Regions from separate parts of the Pan troglodytes genome. Here region 2 is linked to region 1. The links are chromatin contacts, called in public Hi-C maps. All regions are on one chromosome and are shown on one strand. Each heading gives the region's core, a stretch centred on a gene start, on an enhancer-like site or on the middle of the called end of the contact. The rest is flanking DNA. Distances are from core to core; before and after follow the strand shown. Region 1 overlaps LOC104006915 (a long non-coding RNA gene). Region 2 has its middle 630 kb from the start of EPHA7.

What was found. Hi-C and Micro-C count contacts between places; a contact is called where the count stands out from the background.
Region 2: a Hi-C map of induced pluripotent stem cells shows a contact between it and region 1, with 1.9 times the contacts expected there. The contact joins two enhancer-like sites. A contact is called at or near these places in 2 of 7 Hi-C or Micro-C datasets (both in induced pluripotent stem cells).

What each region holds. Positions count from the first base shown.
Region 1 is chr5:105,739,609-105,745,451 of NHGRI_mPanTro3-v2.0_pri, forward strand. LOC104006915 (a long non-coding RNA gene) reads left to right here. Exons shown (of 4, transcript XR_680900.5): 4 at 869-4,409. Among named protein-coding and RNA genes, the nearest start is that of EPHA7, 300 kb to the left of the region's middle. Within about 2 kb of position 2,228, at least 1 of the 24 cell types and tissues checked has an H3K27ac peak or open chromatin away from gene starts, as enhancers often do. A contact at or near this core is called in induced pluripotent stem cells, where this site is marked.
Region 2 is chr5:106,069,467-106,075,309 of NHGRI_mPanTro3-v2.0_pri, forward strand. No RefSeq gene overlaps it. Among named protein-coding and RNA genes, the nearest start is that of EPHA7, 630 kb to the left of the region's middle. Within about 2 kb of position 2,890, at least 1 of the 24 cell types and tissues checked has an H3K27ac peak or open chromatin away from gene starts, as enhancers often do. A contact at or near this core is called in induced pluripotent stem cells, where this site is marked.

The DNA of each region.
Region 1 (5,843 bases), core at 978-3,477:
TAGTGGCTACTCACAAACACAACAACACAGGTTTCCCCTTAGCAGTGTACCAAGATATTTTACCAAAAGTAGTAAATACAAACCTACAATACTATAGGATAACTGTTTGGACAAGTGTTTGTTTGAAGTCAGTTGATGATTGTTTTACTGCTTTTGTCGTGAAGGATTCATGTAGTGCCTCAAGTCAGCATCGTTATACCTTACACAACTGAATGCTTAATTCAATGTCATTATATTTCTCATAATTTCTTCCAAGCAAGGAACTCAATTTCCTATGAACAAAGCAGGAAAATGGGGTAATGCCCTTAGGTTACTTTAGTCTTATATACTTTATTGAAGAATAAGTTAGGTATCATGTCATAGGATACTACCTATGATTTGAAACATTTTAAACATATATATTGCTATTTATTTCACAGTCAGTACACAATAGAATTGAAATTAGTACATCTTCCAATTAAACCTAATTAGTTATTCACAATATCTTTATTCCTATCTCTGAAATAATGGGAATACTGGTTTAGAAACTAGTAATATTCAAGGGAGAAATGTTACACCAGGGTATTCAGTAATGGTTGCATGGGAGTAAACATTGCCAGCTGGCCAATTCAGAATCTCATGACCTGAGTCAGCAAACAATCAGGTGGGTTAGTGTGTTGTATAGGGTAATTGATATTGAAAGTCAAGAGGAAAGATAATTGATGATACATAATACATCAGGAAGGGTGGGTCCCCAGTTGGTCCCATGGGGAATTTTTATGTGACCATATTTATTTGTAAAAGACTGAGCTGTACATATAAAACTGGCAAGAGTTCAGAACCCCTAAGAATGAAAGATTTACATAAATCTACTTTTCCTTTCTTTCAGTCACTACTATGGCAAGATCAAGACTGGATCTAGGAGATCTCGGTTCAATATGGAGATTATCCAGAGATTCTACTGTTGAAGCCAGATGCTATAACTGAAGAGGGTTAAAACTGTCTCCTTTTGGGACACCGGTAAACTGGATTTTTGCTATGAGAGGAAGTTTCATAGTACAAGACAGGAAGTTTTTTTGATTAGAATGGGCAAAAGATTTTATATGAATTCTAGGTTGCCAAAGAGATAATTGCTAGTGGGAATGTTGTGAACCTATCATGCACATGTTTACCTTATTTGGGATTAAAATCCATACTATGGGCTGGGCGTGGTGGCTCACGCCTGTAATTCCAGTACTTTGGGAGGCCGAGGCGGATGGATCATGAGGTCAGGAGTTTGAGAAGATCCTGACTAACATGGTGAAACCCTGTCTCTACTAAAAATACAAAAATTAGCCGGGCATGGTAGCATGCATCTGTAGTCCCAGCTACTCCATTCCACTCCAGTCTGGGTGACAGAGCAAGACTCTGTCAAAAAAAAAAAAAAAAAAAAAAATCCTTAGTATGTAAATCTTGGAGGAAGCCAGAATTTAAGGTCAGACTGAAAAGGTCATATATTCTTCTTTCTTTCCCCTGGCACCTAGAGCAGGGCAACTGACTAGGTTCAACCTACTGGATGGCCTACTTTGAATTTTCAGGAAGTAATACAAAATTTAAAAAGGTCTGTGAAAAATTATTGACCATCGCTGTGTTCACGGCAGCTGTGCCCAGTGACAGTAGGTCTGGTTCAGTGGTATTCAGGAACAACAGAGTGAGTGGTTCTTGTGTTCCAACCAGGAAATTCCTCCAGTGGAAATTACCTGTATTTTCTGATGTTTGACCTTCCTGTTTTCCCAAATATGGTTATCAAGCTTTTGAGTTAATTCTAATATCTACTCAGTAGGCTCCTGTCTATTGAATCTTTTCAGGATTCAAATCCAACTTCAACATTACCTCCAATCAAATGCTCTCCCTGGACCCTACATTGCTAATTGAAATGCCATTCTAAAAGCTTCATATTATAGCTCCTGTCATGGCACTTCTCATATTTTGTTATAATTGTTTTCTTTGTCATATTAACTTCCCAAGTAGAAAGTCGAAAGGACTAAAACTTTCCTGTGGTTAAGAAAATCTAGCCTCATATAAGGTTTGATAAAGTAGGAATCCTGCAACTGTGTTTCTAATCAATGAGTATAGTTGACCTCTGGTTGTTACCTTACATAGTTACTAAGTTATTGCCTCTCAGCTCACGCTGTTTCTTCTACACTCTGCGCTGTGAAGCTGGACTGGAAATCTGCAAGCTTCATGTCTGCTTTGCCAGCTGCCTTCCTCTTAGCCTTGGCTAGTAGAAAGCACTAGAGGGAGCTGTAAGGATGGAAGAGGGAAAAGAGACTTGCTCCATTTTGTTTGTTTGGTGCTGGCTTCCCATTTGCTTCCTGTCATTGAGCATCACCTTAGCCTCATCTCACCTCTTCCTGCTGGTAGCAGCAGTTTGTCTCTGTAGAATGTTTAATTGACTTTGCAGTTCTTCAACATTTGCAGAATCACTCTCAATGTGCTCCTGCAAAAACAGCAGCCCCTGATGCTGTCAATCAGCATTCCTCTTCAGAGGCCTGGGTCCTAGTCCCATAAGATATTTCCCTCAAGCAAAGAGACACAGGCATGGGTGAAGCAGCACACTTTATCTGAGGTCTGAGTTTCAGCTCTGCACAGATCTTCCTCCAAGACTGTGTTTGCATACCCGGTCATAGTAGGGTAGCTGCAGCCTATAGAAACTCCTTCCATAACAATGCAATTCTTTTTCTTTTTGCCATTTTAAGTCTTTAGTACCTAATTAACAATTGTTTATATAAAACCATTTCTGTTAAAATAACTGACTTGATTTTGTCTTCTGAATGGACCCTAACTGATACACAATCATTCTAGAGTAGTATATGCAAAAGCATGCTTGATGGTACCCTGAACTGTTCTGGCCCATTTAAACCACAAGTAGCCAGAAAAGTGCATCCTTCTACATGTGATATATTGACTCAGAGAACTAGAACAATCCAGGTGCTTAGGCCAATTTGAATTGTATTTTCAGTATTCAAAATCAAAAGATGTAATGAGGATGTTCATGTTTTACTCTATTTTTGTATTGTTTATTTACAAAATTAATCATGTCAGGGTATTGCATATAACAGATTATGTCCTCAAATTGGATAATTTGAGATGAAATTAATAAAATGATGACCTACAAACCTGGAACAGGGTATAGAGAAATCAAAAGAGATTTCTGTACCCCAGGGCCAGTTATAGTGGAGAGAACTGTTATCACCCTTATATCTGAAAGGACTAAAACCCGTAGAGCGATTTGTGTAGCAAGCATCACCCGTCAAGAGCTGTGACCTTTGGCAGAGTTATACAATCAACCTGCAGAAAAGAAGCGAGGAAAATAAATTTTCCTACCTACCTCTGATCTCCTGCCAGGAATATCCATTAGCCAAACTCAACTAGAAACTGCAGGGCAAGGGAAACACTTGATGCAGTTCATAGAGATCATTGTCCTGTGGGTCTACCAGGGAGCAGTGGAGGGCAGAAGATCTGATGGAGTGAATGGAATACAGCTTCAAAAAATGGGTTAATTATAAGCATAATTGAGATATTTTTAATAATGGAACATTTTCAGGAAGAAATCTTTTTGAATAAATGAGGAATATATTCTGAGGGCAGGGAGAGAATGGGATGGGAAGAGAGGAGAACATTTACAAAGCATTTCTGGAAGCATAGAAGTTAAATATCAAAGAAAAACACTGTCATCAGAAAACATGAGAGGAATTGGAAATATAAGTGTTCTAAATAACTTTTTTACTTTTAACAATAAATACAGATTTTTAACACACTTTCATCTTGATTCTGGGAAGCATTTTAGTGCTCAGTAGCATTAAGAAACACTGAAACAGATTGACAAATACCTCCAAACATATATAACATGTGTATGTATGTATGCTTTAACATTTCAAAATATAATGTGCTAAGTTTCAAAGCATTTATAATTAATTAAGCTGTTTTCACAGCCCTTTAGAAGAATATTTTTCCAGGATAGCTGACTGCATAATGCTTTGCATGATTTATTTATAGACTACTAATGAAGACATATCTAATCATCATAATTAATTGGTATTTTTGTGCTTTGGGGCCTAATCACAAAATCTTTTACATGCTGGCTCAAAGTAAACCTGGCTATGGGGCAAACATTTAGGACAAAACCTGCTTGTTGTTTTTAATATACAGCTCCATTTTATTGATTTGTTTATTCAACATTTCTGACTCTGATTATACAATGCCAGTATAAGTAGCCCATTTTGGTCAATTTAACTTTTTAAAATACTTTCTTAAACAAACAAAAAGAAACCAGAGGAATCATATTTGGCATAGTAGATAAAAACTTCAGTTTTTACATTATTTATTGTGTTGTGTTACTATCAGATAGTGATACTGTTTATAAGAATTTTGATTACCTTGAAGTGAAAGCAGAATTATTCTCTTCTAATTTACTTGTTAATTTTCCTTTTTCTTTTACTCATATGAAAAGTAATTTGAACTCACTGTTACGAGACAAATTAAGATTTTGTTCTGTGTATTTTTTATAGCTATTGAGAGTTCCTGAGGAAAACTCTCAGAACACCCACTTTCATGTTTAGATAATGAAATAGTGAGAAATTACACCAAGAGCAAAGGTGAATATCAAATATCTCTTTTATTTTGAAGAGAGGCCAGTTTAGTATGTGGCTTTTATGCTTTTATTTGTAGCAAGCACTAAAATTACGCTGGTGTTTACCCTTTGTCCACAAACAGAAACATATAGAAGCCTGCCCGGGAAGAGCAGGGTAGAACTTATATTCTCTTTGGTCAGCTTCCCAGAGGAAGAAGAAGGCCAGAGTGAAGCCGGGTATGTCCAGCTATTCTTTCTCAAATTTATAAATTTCTTAAATCACTCCACCTACCATGGACAGAATGAGCTAAGAGAGAGGGGACTAGAATTTTACTAATTAATCTCCTCTCAAAGAAGAGTTTCAGATTAAAGATTTCCATCTATTAAAAAGAAAGAAGGAAAAACAATTATTTTGTAGTTTCCAATGGCTATATTCAGTTTAAATGATCCTTTGAATATTTTAGCATTAAAATATTCTAAACATTTTATCTGATATGTTGAATCCTATCATGAATCCCAAATATCACATCAGTGTTTGCTTCAGGTAAACCAGCCTGTGACAGGTGCCCATTGTTTTATGAATATGAGCATGTTCCTCTTAAAAAGAGATAATAATTCAAACAGATTATAAGACAATGATTGAATATTAATAATGATAGTGAGAAATTAGAATATAACATAATGTATTTAGTTTTTAGTTGAAACTTATCCATAGTTCTAAACCTTCCTTTGCTTTTTAACTAAAACACCATTTATTTGATCTCCTGCAAAGGGTAGTGAGTTTTCTGGATGGTGACTTCTACTGAAGTTTCTGGAATTGGAATAACTTTCCTAACTAAATTAGTATATTAACTGATTTTATTTTTTGTGATTCTTCTGTATCTATGAATTTCATTTAAACTGACTACCTAGTGACCCAACGTAATATACTTGCTTCTGCAAACATTCTGATTAAATCAGTCATTATTAAGCCCTTCTGAGAAGCCACGAAGAAGACAAGAAAAAGTGAATATTCCATCAATAAAAGGGAATCAAAGTGAGAGACAGATAAACATCATTAGCATTAATTAGTCTAATAAAATTGTTTAAAAATTTAAGCAAGAGAAAAATATGGGGCCCAAAAAGGTTATATTTCTAAGTTAATGAATTTATGACGATGAGAATTGTATAACTGTTTATATTAGCTTGGGCTTCTATTAAAAAAATCATAGACTGGTAACTTTAGAGCAGACATTTATTTCTCAAATTTGGA
Region 2 (5,843 bases), core at 1,640-4,139, 330 kb after region 1:
CATTTTACCTTCTTTACTAAAGAAAATATAATTTGAATATAGGGAAGTTATGGAGAAAAAAAAAAACACCTCCTGTATACAATCATACTTCTTGAGTGGATCTGAGCAGCAAAGGTGGACAGAAAGGGCTGTTACAACTGGATCATATTGAATAACCAAGACAGAAAGAGCTGAAGGGAAGTAGTAAAGCAGAAGGAGGAGAAATCTATCAGGGAACCAATAAGGTGGTGTGAAGCTAGGACAGTGTGTTGTGAAGTGATCACTAAAATATACCTGATAGTTGATTCAGGCTTTTAGAAAAACTATGAGTAAAGTCAAACATTAGATTTAAGGTAATTTGCGTCTGCAAAATTAGCACCCCAACTTAGCCTCACATCCATTAATGTAGCCCATTACACACATATGCACACATTTGATAATGGTTAGACTTGTTATGAAACCCAACTGAAGTTTTATGCCTGGGTTCCAAGCAATTCAGAACATAAGCAACATGTGGGGGGTAGTGACATGAGCTAACAACTGAACTAAATCAATAAAGAAAATAGTGTATTTCCAGAGTTGAACATGAGAATATAAGGTTATCCTAAGACCTTCAGTTAAATAGAGAATACTTGCAGCATGCTCTGGAATTCCAGCGGGCATGATATAAGGAAGGAGCATCCTCGAAGCAAATAGCTGCATCTCAATGGGTAGGAAAACCCCTGAGGACTTCTGGCTTTCATGTGAGGATAAGGAATATATTTGTAGGTTGTTTAATTAGTTATTAAATTAATTTTCAATGCTCATGCCAGTTGAGCCACATATTTTATCTCTTCAATTCAACCCAATGGAAAATTATTGAGGTCCTCTCATAGGTATTTGTATAATGGTCAGACATACAAGTGCGAATGAGAGACAGCCTCTATTACTGAAGTCCTCACAATCTATCTGTCTGCTGGACAAGAGTGGAGAAAGGGACTGAAAAAATGACTCCTACCAACATAAGGAGATAGTGCTAGAGCAGCAGTGTGAATCAAGTGCTATAGACATGGAGATGAAGGGAGCAGGAAGGAATAACCACAAATAAGAGAACACTTTTTATCAGAGCTCAAAGGATTGGCAGGGTTTTACTAGACAGAAAAATACAGATACATGGAAGTCCATAAATAAGCATATAGAGAATGAATGTGCCTCATGTGATTGGAGTCTATTGGAAGTTAGTTGATTTAGAAAAAGAGGACAGGAGAGTGTCACCACTGGCTAGTGAGCAGGCAGGCATCAGCACTAAGAAGAAACACAATGTTAAGAATAAAATGATTTGAATAAAATAAATAATACACTTTTTCTTATTGCTACATTACATTACATTAATATTACATCATTGTAATGTAATATTACACTAAGGTAATATTACATCAATATGACATTATTGAGTGCAATAACTGATCATGTTTTCAAAATAACTGTCTTTGTTTTCTATCATATAGCTCTGTTCTGTGTACATATGTCCTGTGTCTCAATTACGATCACCTTCCTCTCAGACCTCCAAGCCAGAAAGCTTAAAGCCATCACTCACGGCATAATTTTTATTTTCCCTTTCCAAAACCCTTGGATATAAGAAAAACAAAACTAATAATCAAACAAAATAACCCTCCCCCTTACTGCAACCAATTTCTAACTAGTCCCTAAATTTATTTATTGCATCCCATAGGATGCTACCAGTTTTGTTGATTCCTCTCCATTTTTACTGCAGAATTCCTAACTTAGGTCTTCATAACTGTAGATTTGTATTTCCACTTTTACTTTCTTGCTAGCTTCCCTACATTCTCCTTATCAATCCCACCAAACGATTATGCAAACTGCTTCCAGATGTGTCTCTCTAAAGTTCAGACACAGTCATGTCATGTCTCTTATTATGAAGCTCAGTGGAAAAATGCTTGAATATGATATTTAAGACCATTATTTTTCTCCTACCTATAACTGCAATTCTCTGTCAATAATAGTTAACAATATTAGAGCATTCATGGTTCCTCTCTGATTGCCTTTCACATCTATCTCTCATCTATCTATCTCTATCTATCTATCTGTCTATCTATCTATCTATCTATCTTCTATCTATCATCTATCTAACAAATATTACATCAATGCAGTTGTGTATCCTCTACTTACCATGATTTTTCCAACCTAGGCCTCAGACCATTGGAAAAGCAGTACTGCATATTAAGAACATTATGGGCTGGGTGTGGTGGCTCATGCCTGTAATCCCAGCACTTTGGGAGGCCAAGGCGGGCAGATCACCTGAGGTCAGCACTTCAAGACCAGCCTGACCAACATGGAGAAACCCCTTCTCTACTAAAGATACAAAATTAGCCAAGCGTGGTGGCACATGACAGATACTCAGGAGGCTGAGGCAGGGGAATCTCTTGAACCCAGGAAGCACAGGTGGTGGTGAGCTGAGATCGCGCCATTGCACTCCAGCCTGGGCAACAAGGGCAAAACTCAAAAAAAAAAAAAAAAACCAAAAAAAAAAAAAAAAAAAAGAGAGAGAGAGAAAGCACTGTGGCTTTTAAACCACTGCACATTTGCAGAAAATTTATTTGAGGAGATTTAACTGTTGTTAATCTAATTTACAAATTTTATTTTGCTTACAATGCTCATATTAACAAATCTATAAGGGCCCTGTTCCCATGAGCTAGGTTGAAGTGAGAGGTGAGGGATGGGGTACAGAATGCAGAACTCATGACTTTTAGATACAGTGCACACTGTTTTGCAACTCAGAATGTGTAATTACCTAAAAAGTGGAGATGGAGGGAAGGAAGAAAGCCCCAAATGTCCTGATTTATGAAGGTGTTCTGCCCTCACAGCTGCACAACCCCTGGGTGAACTGTGATTCACACTGTTTGCTGTGTCAAGCCTTTCTCCCGTTAGTGAATAGCATCCCCTTTTGGTGTGCAAAAAGTGTGGGCAGTCTTACAATGGGAACTGGATCCCTTTAAACATATGATTTAAAGCTTCCTTTTTAAGGATTTACCCATCGACAAAGTTTTAAAACTTATCATGGTATCACATGCAAGAAAAATGCAATCTCTGACAAATTATGTCAAGGAAGGCAGGTACTGTTTCTAGTGATCAAGTTATGAAAACAATTCATCCTCATTTTGTAAGAAGTATCTCATTTTCTTACTATACCTTTCTTATTTCTGGATGCATTACCTAAATTTGTAATTTACAAGTTGTAATTAGAAACTCTGAGATAATAGATTTTATGAACAAAGGAATGGTTATGTTGAAATGCATTAGATGAGTTTGTTTTAAGACAGACCAAAAGATGATTAGTGAATATTACATACTTTAGGAGGCTTAAAAAGTTATTTGTATTAATTTACTGAATAATATATCTTTACATAATGACAAAAAAAGTAATCATGTTTTTACCTTATTATAGCAAGTGACCTAACCCATTTTAAATCATGTAAGTGATTAAATTTGGAGACAAGATAAAAAAAAATCTTTCATCATCAGATGCAAAGAAATGACAACTAGAGACACAGCAGTAAGAAAAACACCCACCCCACTGAAATCCATTATATCAAAAAGGTTACATCGAACGGACTTTATCACATTACTAAAGGATTGAAAATTAACCCAAGGTTATCCACTTCATACAAAATAAACATTGAACATTCAGTGCAGCAATTTCTTTACTGCCTGCATGATGACTTACAATATAACACATATTGGTTTTTGAATGTTTTACTGTGAAAGCTGATGTAAAATAATCTTTGAAAGGACTTTTTTTGAGGAGCTCTTTATTATTATTAAAAGGGTGAGTGCCAGAGCAGCAGCAGGGAACCACTTAAATAGAGGTTCAGATACCCTGTTCTTAATAGGACAAGCTTTTAGTATTTTTATACACAAAATAGACTGACACAATTTCCTGTGGGGTTTCTTCAACATATGTAATACCCATTATGATACAACAAAGTAGTATTGACATGAAACTAATAAAGTGGGATTTTTTTATCTTTCTTTATGCATTTAAAAATTCTTACAGGATATATGAGATAATTCAAAGAAAACTTGAATTCAAGTGGAAAATGCTTGCAGAGGAAATGATATGGGCCACTTACGTGAACTCTCAATTTTTTCTTGAAATTGTGAAATTTTTGACGTGACATCCAGCTGCATAATAGTAGAACACAACAAAAATTGAAAAAACAATGTAAGGAGGGGGAAGCTCCTTTTACTGATATTAAAATTGTTCTGATCAGAAATATGCCATGCATCAATTGTAAAAATAAATTATTCCATAGCCAGCTAAGCCAAGATCAAGAATAAATGAATGAATATTCAGGTTTTCACTTTTTAAAAACATTGAATAATAAAAACCACATTGATTTGACATAAAATTAATCATTGGTAAAATATTTCCACTTATTTCACAAGATTAACTTAATTATCCTTTTATCTGCTACAAGAAGGACAAATTAAGAGATATCCTTTAGGACTGAACTCTTAATGCAAAACATTTCTTCAGAGAGGGAAGTAGATGCAAAGTTTAAGAGCTCTTTGCAGTTGGGAAGTTGCAGCTTGAAGATACATTGACATTCTTCCGCTGTTTAATGCCTTCTTAATGCTGCTCATGCATGCACGCACGCGCATAGACCCACAGACACACACACACACACACACACACAATGCTCATTTAATGGCAAATAATTGCTGTTTCTATTTGAATTGATTAAGATATATTTTAAAAAATAGGCTTTTGGCTTTTGAAATGGCACCCGTAATACCAAAGTGACATAATACTGCACTTCTGTAATTCAAATGGGCGGCCATTGAGGCAAGAGAAGCAAGTGCCTCTGTGCAATTTTCCTCCTTTTTTTGTGAGTTAAGCAGATTTACTCTTTAACGGTGGAGCTTCAGCGGATGATTATGACATCAAAGTGTGACAGACAGTGATTATGTACTGCAGGGAGAAAATGCAGTTAAAAAGAGACAATTCATTCCCATAGCTTAAAGGGACAATTTCCTTGGCCAAAAGTAAAATAAACTCTATCATCCCAGGCTTCTTTCTGAAAGAAAGGAGAGTGGAGGCTTAGTCTGTTTCATTTGATTTTTCATTTCCTTTCATACTTTAGAATCACACTGTCTCCCCACATACTCAAATACCTTTCTCATCATAGTCACCCACTCGTCACATATCCTCTGATTTCTGACTGAATTATTCGCTGTATTTCAGTATTTTTATCTGCAGATTTCTAAATATCAGGCACTTACATTTTACTGAAAATGACGCCTGTTGTTATAGCCTGATTTTGCTTTTTTTGAACTCAATTATCTTTCTCAATTTGTGACCTCCCTTTAGTTTTTACAAAGCTGTTAGAAATTGTACCTGGAATATGGTTTAGTCAGATATTTGCAAATTTATTGTTAAAAATTAAATATTTATGATTTTTTGCTGTTTTATATTTAATTTTACTGTTTTTAATTCCCAGTCCTTTAATGTACCTTTTTCATAAATATACTAATTACATGGGTTAATTATAACAAATGTTGAATTTAACAAGGCCCAAATTTGGGTAATTTAGTAGTTTAGTTGGCAAAATTTTATTAAGCAGAAACTCCTTGATTCTTAGCCAGACACACAGCTCTCAATATAAAATTAGCATATGGTATGTGAAATTTAAAAATAAAAATTACTATGAATTCCTGTGAAATTTTTAATAATAATTTATATATTTAAGTTTGTTTTATTCTGAGAAAAAAAATGCCATTTTACTGTGTCTGAATTGTTTTGTAATATATTTTTAGGGAAATATAATTATGTCTTTTTAATTATGACACTTATATAACAAAAC